2 separate regions of the Cricetulus griseus genome follow, and region 2 is linked to region 1. The links are chromatin contacts, called in public Micro-C maps. All regions are on one chromosome and are shown on one strand. Each heading gives the region's core, a stretch centred on a gene start, on an enhancer-like site or on the middle of the called end of the contact. The rest is flanking DNA. Distances are from core to core; before and after follow the strand shown. Region 1 holds the start of Bcl2l11 (bcl-2-like protein 11). Region 2 overlaps Acoxl (acyl-coenzyme A oxidase-like protein).

What was found. A called contact is a pair of places that touch in the nucleus more often than the background predicts.
Region 2: a contact with region 1 is called in a Micro-C map of the CHO-K1 cell line, with 4 times the contacts expected there. The contact joins the enhancer-like site here to the promoter of Bcl2l11 in region 1. A contact is called at or near these places in 5 of 8 Hi-C or Micro-C datasets (the CHK-Q cell line, the CHL-YN cell line, the CHO-K1 cell line and 1 more).

Annotation. Positions count from the first base shown.
Region 1 is chr6:50,465,568-50,468,267 of CriGri-PICRH-1.0, reverse strand. It overlaps Bcl2l11 (bcl-2-like protein 11), which reads left to right and starts at 1,273. Exons shown (of 4, transcript XM_027421857.2): 1 at 1,273-1,366. Acoxl (acyl-coenzyme A oxidase-like protein) reads left to right here. Exons shown (of 19, transcript XM_035446222.1): 18 at 601-1,366. The coding sequence ends at 789.
Region 2 is chr6:50,696,668-50,699,367 of CriGri-PICRH-1.0, reverse strand. All of the region lies in intron 8 of Acoxl (acyl-coenzyme A oxidase-like protein), which reads left to right. Among named protein-coding and RNA genes, the nearest start is that of Acoxl, 34 kb to the left of the region's middle. Within about 2 kb of position 1,332, at least 2 of the 6 cell types and tissues checked have open chromatin away from gene starts, as enhancers often do. A contact at or near this core is called in the CHO-K1 cell line and fibroblasts, where this site is marked.

The sequences.
Region 1 (2,700 bases), core at 24-2,523:
CTTCGGTGAAGTCTATTTGGATGTACCTGCACTAGCTAGCAGAGTGCGGGCGACCGCTAATCCATTTTACATAGTTGGAGCTCGCAGAAAGTGATCAGCACCTAGCCTTGGCTTGCTTGGTGGTTCATTCCAGTCTCAGGGACCCTTGCCTGCTGCCTTTCAGTCTCTGTTAGCACTCTTCTGGAGAGATGGGGCTGGTCTTTTCTCCCGCTCCTCTTTTCAGAGGCTCTTCTTGTCAGTTGCCTTTGAGCGCCAGAGGGTGGCACTCCAGAGGTGGAGAAGAAGGGCGGGAAGAAGAAAAGGGAGGGAGAGGAGGCAGCGTTAATTCTCAGACCTTGGTCTCTAGTTACCAGGATAATCTTGAGAAAGAACCCTTACCCTGAGACCCTTCACGGAAAAACCTAGATTTCGGCCGGACCTGGCGGGGTGGGGGTGGGGCGGTCAAATAGTTAGAAATTTTAAAGAAGACACAGGTTGTTTAGAAACAATAACTTCCTGTGTTGTGGGGAATTTCTGCCCTTCTGAGTGATTGGGGGCGGATGGAAAGTCTTCCGTGAACGCTCCCACATCCGACCTGTCCCTTTGTGTCGTGTTTTGCAGTTGCTGAATTTGTGCGAGTCGGTGAAGGATGACGCCCTGAAAGTGATCTCTGCCTTCAACATTCCACACACCAACCTCCATGCACCAATCGCTGGAGTACTCAAGCCCTGGGCTGCCTGGGCCTTCTACCCGGCGCCTACGCCAACACTGGTGCGGGAAGGGGCACGCTCCCAGCCATCCAAGCTGTGAGCCAGGCGTATGGAGAAATGTAGTGGCTGGTCCGCAGCTTGCCACCTAGTTCTCTTCAAATAGCTCCCAGAGCTGGAGCAGAGGCCTAAGTGGCAGGTGCAGGGCCGCTACCCTTGGGGGTTTTGGTCACACAAAGGTGGAGGTCCGGCTAAGTCTGGCAAGGCTCAGGACAGGTTGTCAGGGAGGAGAATAGGTGGACGCCAGGGAGTACTGTAATTTATCCCGATCTGGTAACTTTTCTTGGCCCTTGCCTTGGCCTCTCCAAGCCGCGGCGCTGGATCCCCAGACAATCGGGTGGTCTTGCCCAGAGCCCGGTGCCACCAAAGATCTCCGCTGTCATCGGTGACTCAGATTCCTAGTGACTTCGAAAAACTCGGGTGCTGGGTGAAAAAAAAAAATCAAAACATAAAAATCAAACGCCCTCAGGCAAAAGGGGTGGAGAAAAGCTCCACCCACTCCAAGCGCGGGCAAAAGTTCAGCAAGGGATGATTAGTGAATCAGACTTGCTCCGGCTCTGCTAGGAAACACGCTGGCGAGAAAGGGGAGCGTGACCCTGGAGTCGAGCTGGTCCTACCAGGTAGGCGATCTCCGGACTGCAGGACGACACGCGACAAGCGTTTCACCGCGCTAAACTGTAATCCGCCCTTTAGAGAAGCGTAGATGTAAAGTTTAATAAATTAAGCAATAGAAAAGTGCTCCCGCGGCTTGGAGGGGGTAGGAGAGGGAGGCCTGGGGAATAGCTGCAATAAACTGGTTTTGGAATTTGGAGAGATTACACAGGCGGAAATGAATTTCTCATTTATGTCCTGACTTTGGGGTTGCCCAGTTTCATTCTCAAATCGAGCCATCATCTCGCTTCCCTCTCTCTACATCCGGTTGCCAGCATCGGGAAGGCACGGGTGACCCACTGACCCTTCCCACGTAGCTCTTCTCTGCTGTCAAATCTGATCCCAGGAGTTCTCCTGACGCTGCAGGAGAAGGGTGCAAGGGCCCAGCATGTCATGAGACACTTAGTGGAAGCTCCCTAAACTGCCTGGTTCGCTGGTGATGCAAGAGCCTCCACTTCCAGACCGGCTTCCTAGTTAAGTCCTACTAAATAAGAGCACACCCAGTGCCTGTATTTTTCTTTTAGCGAGCTCAGAGTCGCAAAATCGGAAAACTCCGGGGCAGACTCCTCCTACAAAGAAACGGGCGATAAGACTTTTTTTCCCCCTTGTGTGGTTCTTTTCTAGTCCGATTCTGAAGTGCCTGGCTCCCGGCTGAAATGCGGAGCCCGCAGACTTGTTGGCTGGAGGCTCTCGGAGCAGCGGTATACCCGGTTGCATGGGTGGGATGCGGAGTGGCCAAGTCACAGGACTAGCTTGCAGCCATGGCCAGGATAGACCTGGAGTTGCCGCTTACTTGGCTGCAAATGCCAATGCCCTGTGCGCTCTTGTAGCGAACACCCCTGGCCCACATGGCTTTGCCGCGAGCCTCCCAGCTCCCCTGGGAACCAGTAGCTTCTTTGATCTCCCTCAATCACTTGAGAACCAAGACTTTAACCTAAGGCTGTGGTGTGTCACGCTGACGTTAGAACCGGTAATAAACACCGAAATTACCAAGATGGTCCGACATTGGTGCGATAGGTCCTGTCACTTGTTCATGAAAAGGTCACTTCCTTCTCTCTGCCAGCCTGGATGAGGACTGAGTAGCCCTTAAATCGAGATTCCTCAGTCTTCACACTGAGGATGCCCGGCGCTCTATTTCCAGACCAACTTCTCCCGGCTGTTGTGGCGAAAGAGAAGGGGATGGGGTGGGGTGTGTGACACCATTGCCTTCGAGACTTCGATTGGGGACAGGAAAGCCTCAGGAGGGTGAAGGCGAGTTTTCGACCCCCACATGTCTGCCAGCACGACCTGAACTCTGCTGCTC
Region 2 (2,700 bases), core at 83-2,582, 230 kb before region 1:
CGCGCACACACACACACACACACACACACACACACACACACGGAGAGCAGAGGACCAGGACCTGCTCTGATGCTCAGAAGTCTAGTGGGATGATGGCTTTAGCCTAGATGATGTGGGGTTGTGGGGGTGGGGGCACACATCTGTGTGAAGAATGCACTTCCAGGTCTCCGGTTTCGAAACTTCCCAGGATTGATCACCAGAGGGCAGCAAATACCAATTTGCAGATTGTTGCCTTGCCATTGTGTGTTTGCTCTGTGTTGGGTGTCAGAGTGGCTGGGATTTCGCCGCTGCCATCAGTTTATTTAGCTTCTTATTGTCACTGTGAGCACAGGAGTGCGTCAGCTGTGTGGTTGCCGGGCTCAAGATCAAGCTTGTAAATAATCCAGAGTGATTTTGATGACTTCAAGGTATAATTTGACTCATAAATGTCTCTTAGGAGAACAACCAAACAAAAACAAAGCCCTTTGTATCACCTTGGGTGGATATGAAAATAATTACACATTGCTGTGTTGTCTCTGTGTTTACATTTTTCACAACAGAAACTTAAACATTTGTCTTTTCTGTTTGAGCCAGGATCTCACTATGAAGCCCTGGCTGGTTTGGAACTCCCTTTGTAGACAAGGCTGTGTTCCAAGTCACAGAGCTCCTCCTGCCTCTGCATTCTAGTTACTGGGAGTGTAGGTGTGTATTCAGCAACACTAGTCTTTTAAAAGATTTAACTACTGTATTTTCCCATAAAGTCCGAGGTGCTGGAGATAAATACAGCTAGAGATAAGCATTCGTGTTTGAAGTGGGTGTTTGGAAGAATTTCCTTTTTGTACTTAGCTCCGTGCATATGTGCTGAATACCTTCCTTTTCAGCGGGACAGCGGTGGTAGATGTGACCTGGAACAGGCGCACGCCCCACAGAGACTCAGCGTGCACCACAGGAACTGTAGACTATGAGAGGGAACATCCAGGGTTATCCTGGGAGGCGGATAGAAGTGGTGGTGATGGAGACAGACCTGAGGCTAATACATCGTAAAGGGAGAGCCTTAAGAGTATTGTGGATTGAAAGGAACCTCAGAGAACATGATCTAATTGAAGCCCTACACTCTGCCATGTTTGGGATTGAATCTAGGGCTTCTTACACAAAGAACACCAGTTTGGCCACTGAGCGGCACTCCACCCCCATTGCATTGTGTGTTATTTCTGAGTGAAGAAGCCTCTTGATCGCTGGCAGAGTAACCTATAGTTGGCATGCAGCCCATGCCTCCTGAGTCACATATCCAGGTCATGTTTACCAGATGGACACCCTCAGAGCACGTGGCAGGGTTGGAGTTTTTCAGTGCTGAAGGAGAGGGAAGTCCTGGGGCATTACTCCTTGTCTGATGTGGCAAAGGGACATTAGATGCTGTGACCATGCCAGCAGTTCAAGGATCAGGGCTCCTTGTCAGTGAGTCACCAGAGGCTGAGTAGGCCTTTGGGAACCCAGCTTTCTGAGGCCCTTGGTACAGACACAGCAGCTGTAAAGGAGACTGTGACGCTGCCATGGCTGTGAACTGTTTACAATGCTCCTTGCCTGTGCTCTGCTAGGAAGGGAGCTGGCCTTACCTAGCTTGGAAGCCTACTTACCTGGGACAGAGTACCTGGGCTGCAAGCTGTGGGGAGCTTCATTGCTTCATAGAAACTCTGTCTCCTGTCATTGGGGGATCATTGTCTGTGCCACCTAGAAGGTTGGATAATTGATGGCTGTCAGGTTTTTCTTAGTGTTTCTGCCTGAACCCATTTCCATGGAGGACGAACACCTGTGAGGGCCATGGTCCCTTTTCTTCACAGTTCACTATTCCATGCTCCTGTCCATTGCTTTAGTAGGTTGATAGATAAAGGGGCCCAAAGAGAAAAGCCACAGTCGGACTGTCACTGGCTATGTTGGGAGCCTCCTGTTAAGGGACAATGTTTTAAGCATTTTATGTATAATCGCCCATTTTGTCATCTCAGCTGTCCTGTGAGATGGATGTATTTATGATTCTTATATGTTATGTAGAAATAATGGATCCAAAACAATATAACCATTTTCCCAGAGTTTTTCAGGGCTCACAGTTCACTGGGGTCCAGTTCTTACTCAAAAGCAGGGTCATTCTCAAGTGATAGGCCTCTGAGTGTCTTGCACAAGCCCTACCCACAGCTGCTCCTGGATCACTGTGATACACAGTCATATTTCCTTGGAGCAACTGAGCTAAACCAAAGATTTAAAAATTGACCATATTGAAAATAATGGAGATTCTGGAATTTGTCAGATGTCAGATGACTAGTGGCTGGGCTAGAATCCAGATCTCTACCCATCTAATTGATCTTTGGTGGGATGCTGACTTTTTCTAGGAGTGGTAGTTTTCCCTGGTCCCCAGCATCTGTGCACCAAAACGGTTAAGGGAGGGACAAGGCTGAGGCAGTCTGTGTACTGGTGTTCTTTTATGGGGAAAGGGACCATTTATGATGGGCATTTATGGAAGGTTTCCAGAGGAATTTTTAAAAAAACTAAATCCATTGTAATAATTTTGAATTTCTCTGCCTATTATACTGAAGGGACCAGCTCCCCTTTCGGCAGTCATAGCGGCCGAACACGTGCTTGTTTGACCTTGTCTTAGTCACTAGAAAGTCAGATGCCTGCCTCGTGACAAGGAACCAATCAGACGTTAGCTGGTGGCGCTATTCTTTACGA